2 separate regions of the Arachis hypogaea genome follow, and region 1 is linked to region 2. Evidence: chromatin contacts called from public Hi-C data. All regions are on one chromosome and are shown on one strand. The core of a region is the stretch at or near the end of the contact, and the rest is flanking DNA. Distances in the headings are between cores, read along the strand shown. Region 1 has its middle 15 kb from the start of LOC112746136. Region 2 holds the start of LOC112743787.

Region 1 (6,541 bases), core at 276-2,775, 270 kb after region 2:
ATTAGACCATCTCCAGTGGGAAACTCATCCCAGTTTCTGTTTATAGCCCACCTATCATAAAAAGTAACTCTACATCAACTTTTGCGTCATAAACAGTAAATAGAAACTCAAAGCATCTCTCTCTTCTCCATTAGGAGGAACTAACTTTAGTCCCTATTGTGGTCCCACTTAATTAATTAATTAAAATACTTATAATTAATATAATTAATTTTTTTAATAATGTAATTTAAATATTTAAATTTAAAAATAATTTACTATTAAAAAATATTAATTATAATAATTCACTATAATAATATAAATATAAATATAAATAATATTTAATATTAATTATGATATAAATGATTAATATAAATTATTAATTAAATAAAAATTTTAATTATTTAATTTATTTAATTATTATAATTATTAATAAATTAATTATAACTTAATTACTTAATTAATTATTAGTTAATTAATTAATATAAATTATTAATTAAATAAAAATATTAATATTTAATTTAATTAGTATTATAATTATTATTAAATTAATTATTATTTAATTATATAATATAATTATTTAATTAATTAATATTTTATATAATTATTTATTTTTTATTATACTTGCCACTTGACAAACATATATTGGTTAATGGAAGTTCTCATTCAAAGGGACTCCCTCTTCTCTCTCTCTTCTTGAAAAACGTGAAGGAACTCACGTTAATTCTCTCCAATGGTCCAATTCCTTTTTTTTCTGACTAAATAGTAATTGGACTTTTTCATTGGAGATCCTCTTAGGAACTCATCAGCTTTTGTAATTTATAATAATTAATTAATTATTATTAGTAATTTTAATGGTGTGAGATTACATTTAATAGTGTGAAATTATTTTTTTCTTTTTGCTGGTTAAATAATAACAAAATTTTAATGAAAGTCCTGGCCTAGACTTTCTCATTAATTAATGTTAACTTATTCAACATTTTTTTATATTTAAACAAGACTAAAGATTCAATGAATAAAATTACAGAACAAAAATTAATCAGAATAAGACATTCCTTTTATAGTCATAAGCAAATATAATTATAAATTTAGGACTAAATAATTAATCAATAAAATGATAATATGGTTTAGCTTTTAAATTTTCATTTGATATGCAGTCAACCTCTTTATTACTTTCCTTGAATGTATGAGTCATCCTAGCTTGCTATCTCCTGTTGAGCAATTCTGCTATTTTCCTCACAATAGCTTCAGGTTGCTCCTTCAAGTTTGTTGTCCTTTTAAGCATGTCCACCACAAATTTTGAATCCACCTCAAGGATAATCTTCTTTGAGCCCATATTAGACATCCTATTTTGATGCTCTTACAGTCTTACGTCGATTAGATATCAGAAAAAAGCTAAGAGAACAATGACCATGAAACTTTAGTCTCACCATCCACAAGGACAAAAATGCTAGTAGCAAAAGATTCATATCCCATATTGAGTAGTTGCAATTAATATCATATGGTCATACTTACTATATAAATGAGTGTCATCCATTTGTATAATGGGCTTACAAAACCTAAACCCATCAATACATGGCTTGAAAGCCCAAAACATTCTTTTAACACCTGCCTTAAAGGATCAAAATCATCAATACCTGGGTCAGATGGCAATCTTGTTTGCCTCCCATAGAGCTGCACCGGGTTCAAATCCTCTTGGAGGAATATTGAACCATTTGTGTGTACCCCCATGTAGTGTGTGTGAGTGGATTGTGTGAGTGTGTAATGTATGAGTGTAATGCCTAAGATTGGGGCTGTCCAATCCACTTGACAAATAAAAAAAAAGTAACACAATTGTGCCTGGCATGCATATTTTCATCGCCTCTATCTATCTAGGTAGAAAGCAAGTTGTATGACTGGTCCCAATCACCAAAAACTAACCTTCACAATCGCCATTTCATTTTACCTTGTAAGCTTTAGAAACATTATATCCTTACTCATCCTGAATTCTCTCAATAATCAACTTCATAGGAACCTCAGGTTTAACTCTAACCATTTCTAAAACAGTACAACAAATCAATGTAGAGCTTAATTTATCATGATACTATGAAATTGTAGCATTAACATATGTGTGAGGTCTGTTGTACAACTTAATCTCCCAAGATCCTGACCCCTTACTACATATATCTCGTACCCTCCAATTGCAACTATTACAAAACTTTGGACACTTTACAATCAGTCTCTTTGAGTAAGTATCCTCCATCCTAAAAGGTTGATGTCTCTTAATTGAATAGTCTCGAAAAGCCTGTTTTACCTGCTTCTTTTTTTGTCACTTTAACTCCACTTTTAACTCTGTCTTTGGAGTTTATTGTACTTCTCTTCTCATTTCTGAAAAGTCATGACTCATGACATCCCAATTAATATAAAAAAAATTAAGAGTTGGATGGCACAAAGAAATGTTGTGGAGCAATTGTCACAACTTGGACTTCCTGGGGTGCAACCTCCATGTCTTCCTCCCCATTTCTGCATTCAGAAATTCTCTCAGCTAAAATTTGAGATGAATGAGTGTTTACAGTGTTGGGAGCCTCCGTAACATTCTCCCCAATTCTTAAGAATATCTAAGGTAAATGAACTCTTAATGGCCTTTAACTTTGAACCGTCGTATAGATCATTGTTCTCTATGCTCTCATCATCTATTAGCTGACCATTATAATGAACTAACATAATAAGTGGACCTATCAATAATGTCCTAAATAATATCAACCACAAAATAGGTATTATGAGGACAAATAAGACAAAATAATATGACCATATGTCAAATAAATTTCTCCTAACATACACATACTCACCCTAATAAATAGGTCTTATACTACTGCAAACAATTATAACTGAAAATAAAATAGTGCATACAAAATAGAATAACTAACCAGAATGTGATTAAAGAGATAGTTGAGAGAAAAAATCTAGAGAGAGAATATAAATTTGAAGTAAAATGATGGAGAGAGAAAAAAATGATAGCGCGGGGATGGGGTTGCTAAAGCGCCCAACGCTTCTAACATGGAGGTGCCAAATTGGTCCATGCCTCTAGGGGTGGAAGTGAATCAAGTCAGCTCATGAGCCCGCTCGAGCTCGACTCGTTAACAGCTTGATAAGCTAAGCTCGTGAGCTGGTGAGCCAAACTTGAGCCTGGAGTTGAGCTCATAAATTAAATGAGCCAAGCTTAAGTTTGGATAAGTTCAGCTCATTAGCTCGTGAGCTGGCTCGATTATATATATATATATATATATATATATATATATATATATATATATATATATATATATCCTTGGGGTGATCTCGTAGTTCCTACGGGGTGGAGACGATGGGGTCGGTCCATGGATTTTCTTTCCTTTTGCCGCATTTCGATTATCCATTTTTTTAAAATAAAACAACAACAAAAAGAGAAAAGCTGGCTATCGGTATATATATATATATATAACAATCTTAATTATTTAATATTTATATTTATTTTTTACATCTAATTTTAATATAGAACATAAATAAAAAATTTATAATTTATTGATAGATAAACAATATATAAAATTGATCTTTTCAAATATTTTTTAAAATATATAAGTTATAATTTATTGATATAGAATTATAGATTATGTATTTATGTTTCTCTTATTTGAGCCAATTCGTGAGTTCGAGCCAGCTCGTGAGTTTTTGTTAAGTCGAGCTTGAGCTTAAGAAATAAGCTCGATTGTTAATGAGTCGAGCCGTGAGACAAGCTCAATTTTTATGAGCCGAGTTTGAGCTTGGTCTAGCTCGGCTCAACTCTGCTCACTTCCAGCCGATGCCTCCTTCACATGTGGTGTCAAATAAACCTATCCACGCTTCCTTCCACGTCAGCATCTTCTTTCTGGGAGGCACCATCCAGGTCAGTGTTTTCCACTTTGCTAGCCCTTTGGTTTCAGCGTTTTTTGGTTGAGTTTACGAGTCAATTCGGCTCCTTCAAGTCAACCACGTAAAAAAAAATCGCCACCATAGTAAAAGAATGGCAATTAGGTAATATATTTGAAAACAATTTTACTAGATAAACAACAAAAATGATGAAGAATGTGAATAATAGATTATATCTTAAGTTTATTAACATATGAATAAATTTAATTAATTTAAATTTTAAAATTAAGATTAACTTTTTTTAATTTATTATTTATGTTGTTAAAAAAGATATTGTTTCCTATACTTTTTCATTTGCAAAAGTGGCAATTTGGTAAATAATTTTAGAAAAATAGTTGATAAGTAAAAAATTCAACCTATTTGTATCCCTCTTTTTGTCAAAGTATTTGTATCCTTTTTATGTTAGTATTTTTTTTCTGGTCATGGACTATCTTAGTTTGTATAGACTAAATCTTTGGTAGTTGGGGCTCTTTATTGGATCGCTTTATTTACAAACTGTGTGTTTTCGGAAAAAACAAAAGTGTTTTGGGCCTTTAATTTCATATCAAAACTGTAGTATTATAATATTTTAAGAAAATAAATCGCAGTTGAAACTTAGTTCAAGTGACAAAATTTTGTGCCTCTTAATATGACTTGGGATAGACCAAGTAGTGAAATTTTTTAATGATGGGCGTGTGAGTGTATAATGTGAGTGTGTTTGTAATGTAAAGTTTAAGATTAAAGATTGTCCAATCCATCTGACAAAAAAAATAATAATAATTCAACTAATTTGATCGAGTTAATTAAAAATTTTAAAGAATAAAAAAAATTCATAATATTAAAGAATTTATTTATAAATATCAAATTTAAGAGATATATGTGTGTGTAAGTATGATACTATGATTAGAGAAAATAAAAGTTTTAACTATTTGATTAAATAGAACAGTTGAGATTAAAGTAAAATCCTTAGAATGAAGTGATAATAATGATTCTGACTTCTGACAATGATTATTTTTGACTTCTAGCAAGCCATTGTTGGTTACTCATAAATAGAGAAATGTCAACACTGAACACTATTGTCCTTCTAGCTACTAAAAGTGCTTACCCTATGCATGTGCTCGACATTCTCTGATCCATCATCGCATTTATGTCTTCCTCCGACCATGGTCACAACTCACAACCATATTTAGCCAAGATACTTTGTCTTGGGCTCTTGGCACTCGTTAAATATATATAAAAATTAAAATACAATGGAAATTTTTTAACAACCATTTTTTTTATAATTTTTAATAAACAAAATCCATATTATCAAACAATAATGTGCCAGTTAATAAATCTAATGTTCAATTTAGTAATTTCGTTTATAGTTTATTTTTGTGGGTATTTATAGTAAAGTGGCAATTTAATAATTAGTCATTTAAAAATTTTACATCAGACAAATTTGCCTTTAAAAAATAAAAAGCATCTAATGGATCTTTGACGTTTATTTTTGTTGGACAAGTCAAATTTCTGTTAAAAATCACTTGACGTCATTAGTTATAGATATTTATTTGTTTAATTTGGAGCCAAAAAAAAAACAGAAATAAATGGAGTAAAAGTATCTTGGGTGGAATTTATAATGGATTAATCTTTTTCACGTACAAGTGATTTTGCTATACAAGTCTTACAAGTCCTCTAATTGATATTACGCTTAAACGCGCTTGTTATGCACATATGTTTCACGCGCCTCTAACAGATTTTTAATTTTTGAAAGAATTCCATTTCCTTTTTCGAATTTCTTACATTCTCTTTCTCCTTCTTCATTTACGTGCTTTTCTCTTTCTGTTTTCTTTCTTTGTTATTCTCGATTTCCATTGTTTTTTGACATCAATCTCTAAAATCGTTTTTGAAAATAATGAATAATTCAACTTCAGATTATCAGATGAACCAGTGCGTGAACATTGCCCTTGAAATTTAATTTGCTGTTAATTCTTCCTTATTTGAATTTAATTTAATGTACTAGTTCTGATTAGAATTAATATAATCTTGTCCATTTTATATCAGACGTTCGGGTGTAGATCAAGAATATTTGGGTGTATTTTTATAAAAGTTTGGGTGTATTTACAGTTTATAACTTTTCATCTGACGGAGGGTGAATTGTCTTATTCTTTAGTTGAATTGTTTTAGTTTATGTTTAGTTATGATTCATGAATCTGATTTTTGTTATTTTTTATGATGGTTTTATAGTTGTATTTGCATTCTATATATAGTTTATGCTTGTTTTAATATGGTGTATTTTGGGTGTATTTTGCAGCCCTTTTGTGGTGTACTTTGGGTGTATTTTGCAGCATTTGTTGACTTTGGTGGCTGATTTTTGTGTACACGTAACATAACTCATTTCTGTATCTGCAGCAAATTTGGGTGTAAAAACGAAGATATTTGGGTGTAAAACGAAGATATTTGGGTGTATTTTTATTCTGATAAATTCTTCCTAATTCAGAACTCTTCCTCTTCTTCCTCCTCATTTTCTGCTGCTTCTTTTTCTTCATCTTCTTATTTCATATTCTCATAATTCTTTTTGGGAGAAAAAAATCAAACAAAAAAGAAAAAATACATAATGTTACAAAATCAAAAGAAGGAGGAGAAATACGATAATGAAGATGAAACACGCAAAGAAAAAGGAGGA
Region 2 (5,832 bases), core at 1,942-4,441:
CATATTCTTTCTGGATTAAGATTTCTACATTTAGAACGATTATGACCACTCTGATCACATCGGCTACATTTGTAAACACGCATATCTTGAAATTGTGACTCTCGGCGCTTCTTGTACGGCCTTCCTGGAGGACGAGTTGTTGTAGGTGGCATAAGAAAAATATTATTCTCCCAGTCTGTTAGGGTCAGGTTGTTGAGATCAGACATGTCATGAGTTTCAATTGGGATCATACTGATCTCATAAATCTTTTCTTGTGAACTTTTTAGATAGCACTCCTCTACATAGGTGTAGATGTTGCCATGTAATAATTTAATTGCAGCACAGGCATCTGGACATGGAATTCCAGTCATTTGCCATTCAAGACATGTACATTCTTTGTGTAGTAGATTCACACATACATCAACATTTGACCCTCTAACCATAACATTATGATCTCTATATCTCACTACTTTAAGTTGCGTAGTAGGGACAAGTTGCGTTGTACATAGAATTGGTGTCAATGGATTTTGACCATAAATATTAGTAACGACGTCGACTCCTTGAGTTGAATTACTTGATAGTGTACTAATCATAAAAAAAATTAAATTACTTTCATAACAATTCACTAATCACTAATATAAAAAAAATTTATAAAAAGATAACACAGTTGGAATACATACCTGTCATGAACGTTGTCATCATTGTCCTCATGAGGTGTACTATCATGGTTAGTCTTTTCTACCTCCATGATGTATACATGAGTTGTATCATCATTGAATGTGATCAATTGGTTAACACTATCAGTATCAATGAGATCTATAAGTTGAGATTGGTTAAACTTGACTGTGTAGGTAATGCGTTTATTCTGCATATTTTCCTTGGTTCGAAGCCATATCTTATGCATTAAATTTGTATCGTACATCCTTCTTCAATTAGCTCTCCTATGATTTTTTCTCCATGATAAATAATTTTCTGATTTGGTACAACTTCAATATTACCTCCAACGTGAAAATAACAAAAAATTTGTCGACGAACAGTAAATTCCATGTCTATACAAAAATATAAAACAATAAATAACCAATAATGAGAATATGGATTACAAGAAAAAAGAAATACTAATATTTACTACTAATTGTTGACTACTCTAAAAAACAAAATAGTAAGATGTTATAGATTCCTCGAAAGCAAGCAAGTCCTGAGGGGTAATAGAGGGAAGAGACATTAAGATATAAAAACGAGTTTGAAAGAAACATATTACTCAATAGCAATGTTTCTGCAAAGGTATACCAAATGCAGCATTGGAAAATCATCTTACCTGGGAGGAGCCGATATCTATCACAAAGGTATACAAATATTTCACGCTAGAGACCAATTAGATCAACTCCGATTATTGCATTTGATTCAAGGACTAAGCCTTGAATAATTGAAGAAAGATTTTTTTAGACAAATTCCATAAGTTTTGAATAATTTGTTTGATGCTCATTATTGACTACTCTATATATGATAATAGTAAAATATTAGTATACTCATAGGTACTCCAAGTCTTATGTTTTGTGATTGGTAGCAACAAATGTCTCTATGAGTTATAGATAAAGAATAAGAATTTGAGTATCATAGATAATTAGAAAAAAAAATATGTATAAAGAAAAGAAATAAATAAGAAAATAATCTAAGAATATATTTGTCTCTTCACGAAAAAGATTTGGTCTTTTTTTTTAAATATTATAAAATAAGTCTTTCTATATAATTTTAATATTAAAAGTTTTTTTAATAATTAAATCTTCGTAACGGTCCTTTATAATAAATTTCCCTAAAAACAAAATACAGAAATCCCTGTTGAAAATTATCCTTCTTTTCACTTTCTCCATTAACAATAAAATGATGTGAAGAAAAAAAATCATAACAGAATCAAAATCCTAAATCAAAAATAAAAATCCAAAACAAATAATCATAAAAAAGTTATAATAAAAACTCAGAATAGAACATACAATTAAAATCAAGAAATAATAAGATCCAGACCCTAAACAAAAACTCATTATCAAGAACAAATAATCATAACCAAAAATTAAAATAACAAATCAGAACATAAACAAATATCATATCAAAACCAAAAAACAAAACTAATAATGAATAGTCAGATAAAAAAATTTAGAACTATGAATCACAGATGCGAAGCGCCAGCAAAACTGCAGAAAAGACGCTACAATCCATTCTCGAGGACGACAGAATGCAGGAGAAGCGGCTGCTGTTCGTGAAGGAAGGGCAACACAGAGGAGAGGGAAGCCCGACGAGGAAGGGAAGGAGAGAAAGGGCCGCGCGCGTCGAGAAAAGGGAAGAGCGACAAGGAAGGGCCGGCACGAGTGTGCTATCCGGCGACGTTAGGGCTGAGAGGACGACGGCGTTGTGGAGGGTGGGAGGAAGAGTTTTCGACGCTGTGGAATGGAGAGTGGAGAGTGGACAATGGATTGAGTTAATGAGTTAGGTATGTTTGGGTTCCTAATCCCAAGTGTGGCGGCTGTGTGTGGAAAAGGGGAGGGTTTGGTTTTATACTTTTATTTAGGGTTTTTTAATAAACCGATTCGGTTCGGTTAGGATTTTTTGAATTAGAATTGAAAATCGAACCGAACAGCACAAAAATTATAAAATATCATTTTTTTGATTTTTTTGGTTTTTGGTTTTTTCGGCTCAGTTGGTCGATTTTATTTTATTTAGATCGGTTTTAAACACTCCTATCTGTTATAGTTGTTAGGGATAATTTGTCCCGTGTTAGAGTTGTCAGGGACCATTTTATTTTTTGTTAGAATTGATGGAGCCATGGATCTAAGTGACTAACAGAGTTAATTGTTAAAGATCAATCGAATAATTAATTTTAATTAAAAACTAAAGTATCTGATTTAAAATTTTTTAAGGACTAAAATGAATAAATATTTTTTCTTTTTTGGTTCCGAGGAACATGAACTGGGGGAAGTGCTTAGGAGAGATTAACATCATGCAACAACAATCAAGTTTTATCCGATTAAGTAAGATTGACCATATAATTCAAACATCATTATTGAAGACTATTATATAATACAACCATATCCAATAACGAATAATCGGAGAACCATTAATACTGTACTTGTTTCATCCTTATATAAAAATATTTTTATTTTTAATATTTGTTAGTTTAAAAATTTCGCGATTGAATTATTATTCACAAAATTTTAAAAATAGTTAAAAATACTAAAAATAAAAATATAATTTTATGTATTATCAAATACAAACATCTAGTAAAAGAAACACACATACATGCACACAAACATCTAAAAATATATAGAAAACACAAAACCTGCACCACCTAACTCGAAGAACACAAACCCTGGAACAGGAGAGGCTCACCAATCACGAGCTCAAACTCTGCAGAATCCAGATTAAACCTCCATCATCATCCTCACTCACCATAAGACTTACATCAAAATAATTAAATTATTACTAATAAGGAGAAAATTAAAGAAATAGTTCAATTTCAATATTATCTGCACAATATATTTTTTGTTGGCATCTCTAAGTGTTCATATATGTATGGCATTATTACTTCTCCATTTGTCATCATCTAGAGTAGTTATTATATAAAGTACAATTTGTTCTTTTTTATTTGGTATGCAGGCTATCCAAAAAGGATAGATTATCTAAGATTATATAAAAAAGAGATATATCATCTGCCGAAATTTTATCGTATTAATGGACCTTTTAGTATACTACAGAATATATAATTATGTTTATTCTTCATTTAGAAGTTTAATAGAACGTACATTTAAAGTTTAAAAAAAAATTAGAAGATTTTATGAGATATATTTAATTTTAACTATAAAAAACAAGTTCAAATTGTTATCGCAACAATAACGCTGCTGCATAACTATATTAGACATTATTTTACAAGTGATTCTAAGGTTAAGAAATATGACCAAATAGATATACGTTGTCTTTGAAGAAGATGAAGATACCGATCAAAGTGAAGTTGAAGATAATTTTTAAAAAGATGGTGATGAGTTTCTTAAAACTATAGAAATAGTTTGAAATAATATAGCATCAAATTTAATTAATGAAAAGAATTGGGCTATATAAAGATTTAGGTGGTTTAATATTTCTAGCGATGATATTTATGATATTTATATAAAGATTTTAAGTTTAAAATTAAAAAATAATTTTTATTATATTTATGTCTATTATCATTCTTTAAATTTTGAGATTACTTATTTAGTTTTAGTTGATTTAGTATTCTCGTAATGCCATTATGATAAAATAAAAATTTAATATTTATATTATATATAAAATTTTAAAATTTAAAAAAATAATTATTTTTTATTATACATGTTTATTATGGTTATTTTTATTTTTAAAAATAATTTTTAGATTGATTTTATCAAATGCACGTGCAGCTTTTAAAAACTAAACTTTAAAAGACAATTTTCATAAATTAGTGTCGAAAAATAAAAACTTACCACACCAAGCTTTAGAGCTGCTCCTGCGATTCTAGCTGCTCCTGCGATTGTATCCGCACCCTTGACTTCATCTTTCTTAGTAGACTTCTTCTCAATGTATTTGATCTCATCAACAATGGTAAGAAGTGCTACTACGAAGCCATAGTCCACGTTTGGTTGAACCTCTACCTCGAAGCAGCCCTCTTTATTCGTCATCTACACACATATACATAAACTCATATTTTAGAGTAATGCCACATCATTAGTATAATTTATTATTGTTAGTTAAGAACTAATTAATAATGTTTACAAAAATTAATTAAAAATATAATATTAAACTGTTGGAGTAAAGATATTAAACTGTTAAATAATAAATTAAAATTACTGATTCTCAAACTCTTTTTTTTATATATATTCATTTAATTTTTTAAGAAAATTATTCATGCAATGGATGTTAAAATTAGTGGTTCTCTTTGTTGATGAGAATTATTAATTTGACTTCTAATTTTATATAGGTGAATTAAGTTTATCATTATCATAGGATTAGTATTGGACTTATAACTCAATTAAAGAATTATACTATAAATAAGAATATGATGTAATAATGTAAGATATGCATGATATAATTGAAAATTTTACTTTCCCTTTTTTACTTTAATTCTAGGAATTTCTCTTCTATTTTCTCTGATTATCTCTAATTCTCTTTATTCTTGATACAAATTCGTATCAAATGGTGCTTTCATTAAACACCATGCCACATATTCATGGTGATTCACTGGATTCAATTTGGAATCCGATTCAACATAACTTAAAACGCTTGAATTCAACTTATCAAGATCAGCATAAGATACTGATACGAATATAGCAAATGAGGAGTACATAAACAAAAGCGAGGAGTACATAAACAAAAGCCAGACAGTGTTGGAAGGAACAAACCATAGTTGTCAGAACCGAACCGGTAATCGAACCGGTCAAGTCACTGGGTCACTGGGTCATTGGTTCAACCGGTGAGTCACTGGTTGAACCGGTTGACTCGATACTATGCAAATAAAAAATAAAAATAGTCAAAAACCTAAAATTAAATTTTGAAAAATATATATTTTTACTAACATTCTAAGAACAATTAAGTCGAATTCTATAAATAACTAATACAAAAATAGACATATAATTAGTTCATACTACTATATAATATCTTAATTAGATACAATAAGAATAACAATCTATGAATTATATTCGAAGAATAATTTCAAGATCTAAATATTTTTGTATAATTAAATAATCATATAAATTATTTTTTTTCTCAGAATAAGTAATTTTATTTTATTTTTATATTCATTATTATTTTTTATTTTAAAATTAATTAATTTGTACTTCAATTAAAAAATAATTAATT

The links. Hi-C and Micro-C count contacts between places; a contact is called where the count stands out from the background.
Region 1: a Hi-C map of leaf shows a contact between it and region 2, with 2.5 times the contacts expected there. The contact joins the enhancer-like site here to the promoter of LOC112743787 in region 2. A contact is called at or near these places in 2 of 8 Hi-C or Micro-C datasets (leaf and an unstated tissue).

What each region holds. Positions count from the first base shown.
Region 1 is chr14:116,653,981-116,660,521 of arahy.Tifrunner.gnm2.J5K5, forward strand. No RefSeq gene overlaps it. Among protein-coding and RNA genes, the nearest start is that of LOC112746136, 15 kb to the left of the region's middle. Within about 2 kb of position 1,526, at least 2 of the 3 cell types and tissues checked have open chromatin away from gene starts, as enhancers often do.
Region 2 is chr14:116,382,908-116,388,739 of arahy.Tifrunner.gnm2.J5K5, forward strand. It overlaps LOC112743787, which reads right to left and starts at 3,192. Exons shown (of 2, transcript XM_025793123.3): 1 at 660-3,192; 2 at 1-564. The coding sequence starts at 901. It overlaps LOC112743786 (protein LURP-one-related 10), which reads right to left. Exons shown (of 6, transcript XR_011871166.1): 5 at 4,461-4,655; 6 at 3,181-3,375.